Regions from separate parts of the Gossypium arboreum genome. Here region 1 is linked to region 2. The links are chromatin contacts, called in public Hi-C maps. All regions are on one chromosome and are shown on one strand. The core of a region is the stretch at or near the end of the contact, and the rest is flanking DNA. Distances in the headings are between cores, read along the strand shown. Region 1 holds the start of LOC108463268 (putative zinc finger protein CONSTANS-LIKE 11). Region 2 holds the start of LOC108464115.

Region 1 (7,025 bases), core at 30-2,529, 180 kb before region 2:
TCATCACCATCAGGAACTTTGAAATCTCTGAGGTCAGAATAACCCTGGAACAAAAGGAGCCAAAATCAAGCATTCAAGACAGATCAGTCCAAATGCGGCTAAACAAAGAATGATTCAAGAGTCGAGCTATTACTTCAAATTCAATACTTTCCATCACCAATTCAAATAAATATAGCAGCAAAAGCCATACCTTTGGCATATTCGGCTCCTCTGAGAAAACAGGTTCTCCATCTTTACAGTAAGGGACGTAATTTGCATTTGGTGATATCAGAGAAGATGAAACCATACAAGGCTTTAGCTTAGGACATGAATCTAGTTCATTTAACTTTGTACCAGCCAGTTCAAATGAGCCCCCTTGATCTATTTGATTCAAACAGTTAGTGAAACAATTGTCGTTAGCAGCTGAAGCACCGACTGGCCAATCAACATCAAAAACAGCAGGAGACGAAGCACCAAGAACCGAAGACCAGATTCTTCTAAACTCAGCCAAAGAAGGACAATCCGTATAAGAATTGAGGGCCTCTCGCCAATGCCCCAAACTCCAGCAACCATTGCCATTACCATCACAATCCTGACAAAGAGACAATTTCTCATCCAAACACCTAACAACTGCAGATTGAGAATTGCATTTCTCACACAAAAGTGAACGAACGTGTCTACGTGACAACAAATTTGCAGAGTGAACGCACCCATCACAGCTCAAGCAAAGCCGAGCCGAATCCGATTTACAGTAAACCACTGCTCTTTCTCCTCGACAAAAATCGCATACAGGTTCCATCCCGTTATTCCTCCTAACTTTACAGTAAACCACTGCAGTTGGGCGGTAATTCGGCTCTATTGATTCCTCAATCCTAACAGAAACTACCCTTCAATAATCAAAATTAACAAAAACCGATTAAAATTATACCCAGATCATGTGCAAAGAACAAGGAATTGAATCATTTGAATGATTAAAATTTAAAATCATAGAAAAAGAGTAAATTGAGATTAAGCTTTACCTCTTCAATGAAAAGAACCCAATCCCGGCTTCTGAAATCAGCCAATGTCGAAGAACACATAAGCCATTAATCGAAGCAAATACGCATCAACATTGATAACAGAAAAGCAAACATTTCTTTGAGCTAAAAATACATAATAGGGGGAACAGTGAAGAGCTGTCAGCGTTGGTAACTGGAAGTTTTCTTTTTTTTTTTTCAGTGAGCAAAAACTGGTTTATTTATTCACGTTTGTCCGAGGTTTGATGGGTGCTTGCCACGTGGTGCGATGTTAGCTTTGTGGATGGGACACTCTAGGATGACGTGGACATGTGATTTTATTGCGGTCATCCGTTTTGGTCGGACGATGGCGAGGATGGTAAATAAGTGGAAAGATTGAGGGCGGTTTGATAGAAGGATTGGTCACAAATTGATCACCACGTCATCACCCGAGATTATGTGCGGGTTTCTCATTTTGACTTTCGAGACGAAAATTTAGCCCCGCATCTCGAGATATCACAGATAGACACGTGGCTTATGTGTCTGAACAGTTTCTGATTTGTGGTGTGAGACGATGCTGATGTGGGCGCTTAGCTGTGTTGAACTGTCTGAATCTCTTTTTAAAATGGGATAAATGGTAAGTTTAATACCCAGTTATTTAGTGGTCAAATTTATGTTTGATTTTATTTTTAGATTAAATTTAACATCATATTTTTTTACGTAATTAAAAAATTATGTTCAATTTGAAAAAATAGGAATCATAATTTGAAAAAATTATGGTTATCGAGCATCAGTGGTACTTTTTAAAAAACGCCGCTATAGATCGAGCATTAGTGGCGCTTTTTAAAAAATACCGCTATAGGTCGACCATTAGCGGCGCTTTTTGAAAAATGCCACAAAAAAATTAAGCACAACGCCGTTTTATATGAGCTTTAGTGGCATTAGCAGCGGTTTTTGAAAAAGGACGCTATAGATCGAGCATTACCGACGCTTTTTAAAAACATACAAAAAAATCAATTTAATTTATGGGTTATGGTTTAGGATTTATGGTTTAAAGTTTAGGGCTTAGAGTTTATGGTTTGGGATTTATGGTTTAGAATTTGGGGTTTGGAGGTTGGGGTTTAGGGGTAAATATGGTGAACTACTTAATTAATTTGTATATCTTAGAATTTTTATAATATAAATTTAAATAAGATAAATATAATTTATTATTTTTAAAAATATATATCAAAATGGGTTAAATCCTAGAAGCATACATGAACAATGGTTTAGTGTGCAATGGGTTAAATCCCAAAAGCATAAATTATGAACACAATTATTGATATAACATCATTTTATATTTATATATTGCATACATAAATATTTGTATTTATTCAATATAAAAATATATTGATGTATTTATTTTTAAAATGTGTATGATTAAATCAAAATTAAAGTTTCAACTATACATTTAAACCACAATTAGAATTTCACGTCTACAATTACACATTAAATTGAATTTCATATATAATTAGAGATGTATCTTTATTATAATTTAGGTGTATACATATAATTAAATATTTAATTATGGTTTAAGGTTTGGGGTTAAGGTTTTAAGGTTTTAATGTTTAAGGGATATGGGCTATGATATAATGTTTATTATTTTGGGGTTTAGAGTTTATGATTTAAGATTTAAGTTTTAATGTCCATGGTTTAGGGGTTTAGGGTTTATGATATAATGTTTATTATTTTGGGTTTAAAGTTTTTGTTTTAAGGTTTATGGTTTAGAGTTTGTGGTTTTTTGTTTTATAGTTAGGGTCGTAGTACTGTTCATGGTTTTAAGGGTTAAGCTATTAAGGTTTAAGGGTTAGGGTTTTTGATAAAATAATAAAAATTAAATTTTTTTAGGGTTTAGGTAAGCAATAAGATTATTTTTAATTACTTTTATCCCATGTAATATATATTTAGGGTTTAGGGTATATATTTATAGTTTGGGGTTTAACATTTAGGGTTTCTTGTTGGAAAATTGAAGTAACATTTGGAATTTATTGAGAAAAATTTTGAAAGTAAAAACATAGAAAAATACATGTCAAAAATAAAAAATAAAATACTATTAATTAAAATAATTTTAAAATTTTTTTGGGGTATATGACTGATTTTTTAATTTATATATTAATTAATTTCTTATAAAATTGTAAAGAAGATAATATTTATTTTAATATATTAAAATTATCAATATAGTTTAAATTATTTAAGAGATAATGATAAAGTTTATATATATTAAACCAAAATAAGGGATTTTTAGCGAAGCAAAACAGTGCTATTGCAAAAGATAAGCAATAGCGGCAAGCGGCGTTTTTTAGTCTTACACAAAACGGCACCGTTTTGTTACCCTAAATGCCTAAAGACTTTTTCCCAAAATCGGTTCCCCCCTTCCCCCTGAAATCCCAAAATTTGACATGAAATATCTTCTTTTTTCCCTCCTTTCTTTTTCCCAAAATCGGTTCCCTCCCCCTCCCCCTCCCCCTCCCTCTCCCTCTCCCCCTTCCGCTGCTGTATCTCCATCGACATATGTTGTCAAGTATATTGAAAGAGGACCCAAGGTACGTACTAGGATTTTCTTTTCTTTTCTTTTTCCTTTCATTTCATATTTACAATTCTGATTTCTACGGTTAATGTTCATGATCTTGTATCTGTTTGCATTTTCTTTTTATTCATGGGTAAATTGGGCTCATTTTTTCTTGTTTAGACTCAATGGATTGATTTCAAGGGTTTCTTTGACTATGCAGATGATAAACATGTGCAGAGGGAGATTATGAACCATAGGTCTTTCAAGCATCCAAATATAATTAGATTCAAAGAGGTATATTATTCTTTTGCAAATAATTTGTTATATTTTGTTAACATATTGCTAAATCGATTATGTGTATTGAAGAAGCAAATCTGTCTTAAAAAATGTGCTCATTATGTATGTATATATGAGTGAATGATGATGACTTACTTTAATTTGTTTGAAATCAAAATTCATTTTGAATTGCGCTTTCTTGATGCACCAGTAAAATTAGGAGTCAACCGATAATTGCTTGGCATTCTAAGGTTAATCTTTGGGCACTTAATTTGGTTAATTGGCATTTTAACGCTGACAAGTTAAACTTTAGGTTTCGTTTATAAGAGATTGGGTTTGGGCATTAGGCCTCTTTTGGCGAAAACAAAATTTTATGTTACACATGTTATAGTTGTTGATGTTATTTTTATGCGTCATTGGAACATATCTTGGTATTATTTGGTTGCAATCTTTTGCAGTGACTACTTGTTCAAGCTTCTGCTTATTGGAGATTCTGGTGTTGGAAAATCTTGTCTTCTTTTGAGATTTGCTGTAAGTTTCTTGACTTACGTTGTCATTTGAAACCAAATGTCTACATTATAGAGATCTATTTTCCTCGTCGTACATTCTTAGGTTCTTATATGATTGCCCTGAATGCTTATATCCATGTATGATGTTAGATTGTAATAATGATTCATTAAAAATTTTTACTGCATATAACATGTGTCTTGAGATAGTAAAATGTTCATTTCACGTGTTTGGACATAGGCAGTTGTGGCCTCGGAATCTTGTCACTATATTTAGTTGTATATCAAGATATCAAACATGTGGAATTTTGAATATTTCCAGATGGTTATGCAGGACAAAATCATGAACCTGAGATTTTGTAATTTCTTTTATGCAGGATATCATATGTAGAAAGCTACATAAGCATCATTGGGGTTGATTTTGTAAGTGAACAGTCCTTAGTGCTAACTTGACCTCTAACTCCCAAAACTTGTAGCAATTATTCTAACCTCTTTTGATTTCATTTTCTTTTTTGGTAGAAAATACGTACTATGGGGTAGGATGGGAAAACCATTAAACTTCAAATTGTATGTTTTTACATACTTTATCTTTGATTTGTTTCTTTGAAAATTTTCTGACCTATGTTGTTCCGAGTAATGCTCCTAATAAGATAATGAGTTGTCTGCTCATTTTCTTCTTTGGCTGCTACTTTTTCCCTTTCTGTATATTTTTATTTTATAATTAGTCTTAAGAAGTCACTCTTAAATCTTGACACATAATTTTGGCTTCGTGATGATAACTAATTAGTTTTCTTATGGTTCAATGTGCAGTGGGATACTGGTAGACAAGAACGGTTTAGGACAATCACTAGTAGTAGTACCGTGGTGCCCATGGCATAATAGTGGGTGATCTCCCTTCTAGATATTTTTCTCGGTCTTTATTTGTGCTACTTATGAAGTTTTATTTTTTTGATCTTTTTCTTTCCCTTCTACTGCTGGATCCTCTGTTAGATCGTTTATGATGTGACAGACCAAGAAAGCTTCAACAATATCAAGCAATGGCTGAGTGAAATTGATCGCTATGCTAGTGATAATGTTAACAAACTACTAGCTGGAAACAAGTGTGATCTTACAGCTAATAAAGTTGTGTCATACGAAACAGCCAAGGTATTTGCCAGTTTATCTCTAGGAAGAGTTGTGTGATTATTGAATTGTAAAATGTAATTGTTGGTGCTTTACAGCACTCTTTGCCCCCATGATATTGCTACTTTCTTCTTTCAAGCATTTGCAAATGAAATTGGCATACCTTTTTTGGAAACCAGTGCAAAAGATGGCACAAATGTTGAACAAGCTTTCATGGGTATATATCTGTATAATATTGCTTTCACATTTCAAATGTTGAATTTTGCATTTAATTCTACAACCAGACTATGGCTTTAGAAAGGAGATGGCATGTGCTAGAGCTATCACTCAGGTCTTTGGTGGGCTGATATCGAGCGGGCAGCAGTTATACACTATGATGGAGTAATGAAACGTTGGTTAGAAATAGGAATTGCTAAATATAAAGGCTATTGGAGCAAACATATGTAGTATGACCACCCTTACTTATAGCAGTGCAATATCCATGAATAATTGACATGATCACGGCATAGAAGTGGAATTATTTGATTCATTGATGTACCCAATTTTACATCCACAAGTATTAGCTAATTTTATTATTTATTTTAGTTTTGATTCTAAATTCTTATTTTTATTTTTATTTTAATGTTTAAGATAACTTGAGTTCTAACTTTTGGATTTTAATTGTGTTATTAATTTATTATTTTAGATTCTAAATTTAAATTCATTAATTTTTATATTTAGTTTTAAAGTTAAAATTTTAATAGAAAATTTTAATTTAATTAATATTTTTATCGTTAAAAGTATATAGTTTAAAGCTCAAATTTGAAAAATAAAACATAATATAATATTTATCATAGAAATAAATATTATTTAATTAAAATATTTTTTAAAGGTCATGTTCTTTAGCGGCGTTTATGGGAAAAGTGCCGCTAAAGGTCTGTTTTATAGTGGCGTTTGTGGAAAAAGCGTCGCTAAAGGTCTGTTCTATAGCGGCGTTTGTGGGAAAAGTGCCGCTAAAGGCCATGTTTTTTAGCAGTGTTTGTGGGAAAAGCGCCACTAAAGGCCATGTTCTCTAACAGCATTTGTTGTAAAAGCGCCGCTAAATGTCATGTTCTATAGTAGCATTTTTTTACATAAACGCCGCAAAATGTTAGCGGCATTACAAGCGCCGCAAATAGTTTTAGTGGCGCCGCTATAGGCTAAAAAAACGCCGCTAAAAACCTGTTTCGTTGTAGTGATTATATAAAAATTTCAAATTTTATCTAATTCTTTTAAATATTACTTAAATTTTTTAAAAAATATTTATTTAAAATTGATATGAAAGATATAATAATTCAATATAAAAATTGCAAAAAAGTCAAGCATTAGCGGCGTTTATGATAAAAACGCCACAAAAAATCAATTTATTTTAAAGAAAACGGCGTCGTCTTGATATAAACACCACTAATTTTTAGTTTTGATTGAAACGGCGTCGTCTTGATATAAACGCCGTTTTATTTCTCTCCCTCCAATTTCCTCTTCTTTCCCGATTTCCTTTTCTTTCTCAGCCATTCTCAGCCTGTTCCTCTATTTCTCTCCCCCGATTCCCTTTTCTTTCCCAATTTCCATTTTTTTCTCAGC
Region 2 (6,516 bases), core at 1,169-3,668:
GACATCCTATCCTTCAACTTAATCTTCTGAGCAGTTTCAGAAAGCTGTAGGCTTGGATGTCCTGTTTTACCCTTATAAGCTAGGAGTGATGACTTTTCTTTATGATCAGTATTTTGTGAACTCACCCAATCTGATATCTGGTGGTGAAGTGCTACTTCTCTAAACGCATCAAGAGCTTCCCTACTTTTTCTTCTAGTTTCTGATGTCTGAGATGATCTATCCACAAAAAGAATTACTGATGGCCTATTTCCAGGTAAAGCAAGCGGAAGATCTTGGCCAACAAATTCTAGCTACATTGCGTGGGAAGTATGTGAGAGACAGAGAGAGATATACACTCAGAATAGGAAAGACACAAGATATTAAAATCAATATGAAAAAGACAAACCACGTTGTACATAAAAATAGGAACTTATATATATATATATATATATATATATTCACGTGAAATAGGCAAAAAGTGACAGTTGGATTGCCTCCTTTGTGCATGAAAATCCATTGTGCCACATGCATACAAATTATATTGATCTTGCTCATAGTTAACAAACAATTGTTATGAAGCCCTGAACACAATTAGATCATACTAAGTGAACAAGTTCCTTTAATCCAATTAAAAGTAGCTACAGTAACAGGCAAAAAGGATACTTTTAACTAAAGGTTAGAGCATTTGGAGTAGAGCTAGGTGTAACAAAATTCTCGGGCTAAGATGCACACTATTCAGGTGTCCTACCCAAAGTAAGGGAAAAAAATAGCTACTACAGATGTGCCGGTTTTATGTATTTAGTGGCATGCAATCAACCTAAGATTATTCTTTCCCATTAAGTCTACAACACCATAAAAAAAGAAGCCATAAACCTAGTTCGCTTTGACCACAAGCTTTGGGGGCACTGAGAAGTAGAAAACTTCATACCTCGCGAACAACTGAATTGTCTGTCATGAGGGCATTCTTGAGCTCTTCCTCATCTTTAATAACCTTTGAACAGCCAGGGCATCCTTTGAAGTACAGCACTGCCATCCATGTACCAGAATCTTCAACGCCAAGAGACGACACTAATGATGTATTAGAAATCAACCCAAATCTAAGTCTTTCTTGAGAAACTAAGAACTCTCTTCTAACAGCAATCAACTTCGAGAAAAATGAATCAAATTGCTTATACTCTTTTAAAGTACAGTTCAACCCAAGATCAAGTTCCATATTTTCACTCTCCGTTAAAGAAACTTGGTCATCTACCATGCTAAACCCAGTAATCCAAGGAATCCCACCAATCCCATTTTCCACATCACATTTCAGCATCCCACTTCCCACTTTCTGAATTTCAAAATAATAAAACCAAAAAAAAAAAAAAGTTTAGGCAACATTATCTCCAACCCAAACCCAAAATTTTCTTTTTCATTAATTAAACTAAATTAAATATGGAAATGAAATGTAATCAGAAACTACCAGCAACCTTAGGCGTCAAATCAGTTCCAGTCCCATTGTTTTTCACCTTATCCACTAACTTGGGTGACCAACCGCAAAATTCAGCTAAAATCAAAGCTTTGTCAGTGGAGTTTAGAAACATTTCCAGTTCCTCCTGAGAATTAAGGGGCTTTAAAGGAAGTTCTTCAGGTGAAGCAACTGATATATAAGGATGAATAGAGTTTAATATGTTTCGAGCTCGAAGCTTCCCTTGGTACTTATACGATACGGAGTGATAATAATAAAGAACCGTTATCCCATCCGAAGCACCAATTGAATCGGCCAACGTTTTCTCCATGTTCCTATGAATTAACATTAATTTCAAAGAGTCAAACTCCGTTGACTTATCTGCAACCAATCGGGACACCTCCCTCATAAGGGACCGGGACTCGCCGCACCCTGAAAAAAGAGAAGAAATGAGGAAAAACGTGATCGCTGATTACAATTTGAATCATATTCATATTCGTAGCCGTAAATTGAACTGTAAAAGGCAAATGATTTTGATTGAATTGAAATGAAATGAATGTCTAGGTTACATGGGACGGTGACGAGGATGAGGGTGTGAGGGTGGCGACAGATCTGAGAAGAGTAGTTCAGTTTGGTGAGGATCTGCCATTCCCCTACGCCGTTTGAAGCGCAATCAACGGCTGATAACAGCGCGAGTGAAATTATCGAAATCGGGATCAACAACAAGTACTTCATCGCCGTCGCGATAAATCACGCAGACACCGCCGCTTTTCTCAATCAATGAAGACCCGACAGTGTTTTGGGTCAAATATGTACATGGATTTGGAACCCAACATCTATTTCAACAGATAATTGGATCGGACTGGGTAGGGTAAAAATTGAGTACTAAATCAAAAAATTGTTATCGTTCAGGGTCTAATCGTGATTTAAGATTTTCATTTTCAGTGGGTTAAGCATAGCTACGTTAATTCTTATCTAAACTTCGAATTTGATTAATACTATCTCAAACTAAATTGATTTTATTATAAAAAAATTTAAAATTTTAATATCATCAATTTAACTTTAATTGATATTACTTGAAATTTATTCAAACTACAAACAATATTAACTCGAAACAGCTCAAAATCACCTAAATTCAAATGACCTGAATGATTCGACCTCGTAATGATTTGATTTGAAAAACATTGAGTGTGAATCTAAATAACTCAAACACAAAATAATCTAATCTCAAAATTATTCAAACTCTAATCTAAATCTAAATGCTTTTGAATTAAAATGACTCGAAAATGTTAAAACTCAAATTGATTGGACTAGAAGCCACTTTGGTTCATCTAATTAATAGGTTTAATTGTCAATTAAATTTTAGCTCGATTGGTATCGACATTATTGTCAGTACAAAATAGCGTTGGCTCGAATGTGTTGAAGCACATTATACTTTATTTAAAGGTTAGGTTAACAGGTCTAGTTTAAAATACCAATATTAATGTGAGACAATTTGAAATTTGAATTGAATAAAAAGGTTGCATGTTTTACCTTATCACCTATACTAGATTATAACTCGATTCATGATGCGAGCAAAATAATTATATGAAAAAAATAGTTAGGAATAAAGTAACATTTCACCCCTGAATTTGACAACTTTATCTATCTTGGTACCTTAGCAACTTTACTGATGAAGTGATTAAACTCAGATTATTTAAATTTTCTCTTGATGGGAAAGCTAAGGGTTGACTCAATTCTCTTCCCCATGCCTCTCTGTCTCCTTACAAGGCTATAGGCGAAGATTTTTAGAATATTTATTGCAAACTTCTGTACAAAATCGTGAGATTTTATTAAAGTGAAAAATTTTAGAATTTTGTTGTTCGAATATTTTTTGTGCTGAAGTAAATGGTTTTATGTGAGTTATCTCGTTATTAGTTGTATACAATTTTAGGTACATAAAATTTTTAGACTTATTGCATAACGTATTTAGTAATAAAATTATAGAATGTATGTCTAGGGATCCAAATAATTTTATTTAATTAGAAAATTAGCCACAAAAATTTAATTAAATGAAATTATTTATTTAGTAAGAATCTCATAAGGTTTATAGAAATTAGATGTTGCATAATGATTTAGCAACAATCTTGAATAATGTTTAAGGATTAATATCTAGCTAAGTGATTTTCATAATTTTATTTAGTTAAAGACTAGTCACAACACCTTTAGTTAAATAAAATTATTAAAGTTAAAAATCACATACGGAAAACATAGGTATTAAATCTCATTACATAATTTATTAAGATAAAATTATTAAATAATTTTTCATGAGTTACCCATAAAAATTATGAAAATGAATTTAATAATTTTTATCAAAAGGATAGTAAATAATTCTATCATAAAATGGATCTAATTGAATTAAAAATTTAGCCCACAAATAGTTTTTATGTCACTAGATTCATTATTTTCATAATTTGCATTGGTAAATTATGATTTATGTTTGCCTCAATTTTTTGTTAAGCATGTATGTTCATTTGTTTTGTAATTTTACAACCTGTGAATATATATGATAATAGAGTAGATATCCCTGAATTAACTAATTAGAACTTTAAGTTATGGAAGGAGAGTATTCTTCTCCAATTGGGGTGCTTGGATATTGATTATGTTATAAGGAAATTTGAGCCACATATTACTGAAACCAACACCTAGGTTGATCTTGTTTTGTATGAAAAATAGGAGTAATCTAACCTGTTAAGTATCATGTTCATAAAGAGTAAGGTTCCTAATGATGTTCGTGGCTCAATTGAACATTATGAGAATGTCTAAGAATTATTAACGGCTATTGAAAAACAATTTAGAACATCTCAAAAGACATTAACCAACACCCTAATCATGAAGTTCCCATCAATGAAGCTCACTACCGTTAAAGGTCTACGTGATCACATCAACAAGATGAGAGATTTAGCAACTCAATTAAAAGCACATGAGGTTGAAATGTCTGAATCTTTTCTAGTGCACTTTATATTGAACACTCTTCCACCTCATTATGGGCCTTTTAAGCTCTCCTATAACACACATAAGAATAAGTGTTCTATCAATGAGCTTTTGACCACGCGTGATCAAGAAGAGGCTAGACTCGTACTGGAGATATGAGTGAGTGCATTGATGGTTACTCAAAGAAAGAAGACGGTCCAAGCCAAGAAAAATGGGAAGGCAAAAATGCAACTCCCAGCTGACATAAAGAAAGAATCCAAGTGTTTCTTTTGTAAAAACAAGAGACACTTAAAGAAGGATTGTGTCAAGTTTAAAAGTTGGCTTGAAAAGAAAGGTAAATCAATCTCACTTTATTTACTTTGAGTCCAATATGGTTGATGTTAGTTACAACACATGATGGATTAATTATGGTTCTACAATCCATATATCGTATTCTTTATAAGGATTAAGAAACCTGAGGGAGTTTGTGGGAGTTGAATGACACATCTATTCAGAAAATAAGATAGAGTCACATGTGGAAGCAATTGGAATATGTGAATTAGTGTTTAGGAGTGGCTTTGTTTTAATTTTAAAAAAAGACCTTTTATATTCCCAGATTTTCTAGAAATTTACTCTCTATTTCGAGACTTGTATCATTTGGTTATTGTTTTAGTTTTTCAAACATTGGTTTTAGTTTATTTTATAAATCTGAACTTGCTGAGAATAGTGTTTTATTTGATGGTCTTTATTCTCTTAATTTGTAAAATAATGTCACTTATAATGTTATGCACGTTCAAACTGATACTAAATGTTGTGTTATAAATAAAGATTCATATATTTTATGGCACCGAAGATTATGACATATCTCCATTAAAAGAATTAAGAGACTAGTAAACAATGTGTACTTAGTACTTTAGGTTTTACTAATTTCAATACTTGTATATACTGAATTAAGGGCAAGCAGACTAACAAGTTAAAGAAAGGTGTCAATAAGAGTTTGACCATATTGGAAATCATCCACTCTAATATATGTTGCCCAAATATGGATGTGCAAGGTCAAAAATATTTCATCACTTTCATAGACGATTACTTACGATACATGTATCTCTACATGCTTCATCACAAAAGCAAAGCATTAGAACCTTTAAAGTTTTCAAAGCTAAAATAGAGAAACAATGCGATAAACAAATCAAGATTGTGAGAACCGATAGAGGTGGTGATTATTATGTAGATACACTGAGGATGGATAAACACTTGTTCCATTTACGAAGTTTTTTTCAAGATAATAGTATAGTGGGCCAATACACCATGTTAAGCTCACTTGACCAGAATGATGTTACGAAAAAAAGAAACCGAACTTAATAGACATAGTGCGAAGTATGTTTAGTAGCTCTAAGCTACCTAAATCCTTGTGGGTTAAAGCTCTTAAAACAACTATGTATATATTAAACCGAGTTTCAACCAAGGCTATCTCAAAGACACCTTTTGAGTTGTTCAAAGGTTGGAAATCGAGTTTGCGACATATACACTTATAAGGATGCTCGTTTGAAGTAAGTAAGAAAAGAAATTGGACCCAATGACCATTAGTGGGTATTTCATTGGATATGTTGAAAGGTCCAAAGGATACAGATTCTTTTATCCATCTCATAGCACTAGAATTGTGGAATCGAGAAATGTAAAAATTTCTTGAAAATAACTTAAGTAGTAGGAGCGATCTGTCTCGGGACATGATTCCTATAGGTCAACCTTCCACCTCAAGTGAGAGATTGGTTATCATACAAAGCACCTCTCAAGCTCAACCGGGTGTTGAACAACTAATCAATGAAAATCCACAAGCTGCTGAAAACACTTCAGTAGATCAAGCTATTCAAGAAAATCTAGAAATCATTGAACAATTAGTTTAACAACATGATCCACAAGAAAATGTTGGTTCAACATTGAAGATATCTACTAGAGAAAGGAAATCAACAATTTCTAGTGACTATATTGTGTATCTGCAAGAGTTTAACTATAATATTGGAACTGAGAATGATTCTAATTCATTTTCACAAACCATGAGTTGCAAAGAGTCAGAATTGTGGTATAATTCTATGAAAGAATAGATGAATTCTATGAAAAGTAACGATGTTTGGGATCTTATG

What was found. A called contact is a pair of places that touch in the nucleus more often than the background predicts.
Region 1: a contact with region 2 is called in a Hi-C map of leaf, with 2.8 times the contacts expected there. The contact joins the promoter of LOC108463268 here to the promoter of LOC108464115 in region 2. A contact is called at or near these places in 2 of 5 Hi-C or Micro-C datasets (both in leaf).

What each region holds. Positions count from the first base shown.
Region 1 is chr13:11,340,082-11,347,106 of ASM2569848v2, reverse strand. LOC108463268 (putative zinc finger protein CONSTANS-LIKE 11) reads right to left here and starts at 1,279. Exons shown (of 8, transcript XM_053024641.1): 1 at 999-1,279; 2 at 191-861; 3 at 1-44. The coding sequence starts at 778. It also overlaps the pseudogene LOC108462226.
Region 2 is chr13:11,156,782-11,163,297 of ASM2569848v2, reverse strand. It overlaps LOC108464115, which reads right to left and starts at 2,418. Exons shown (of 7, transcript XM_017764212.2): 1 at 1,993-2,418; 2 at 1,446-1,855; 3 at 908-1,306; 4 at 1-290. The coding sequence starts at 2,158.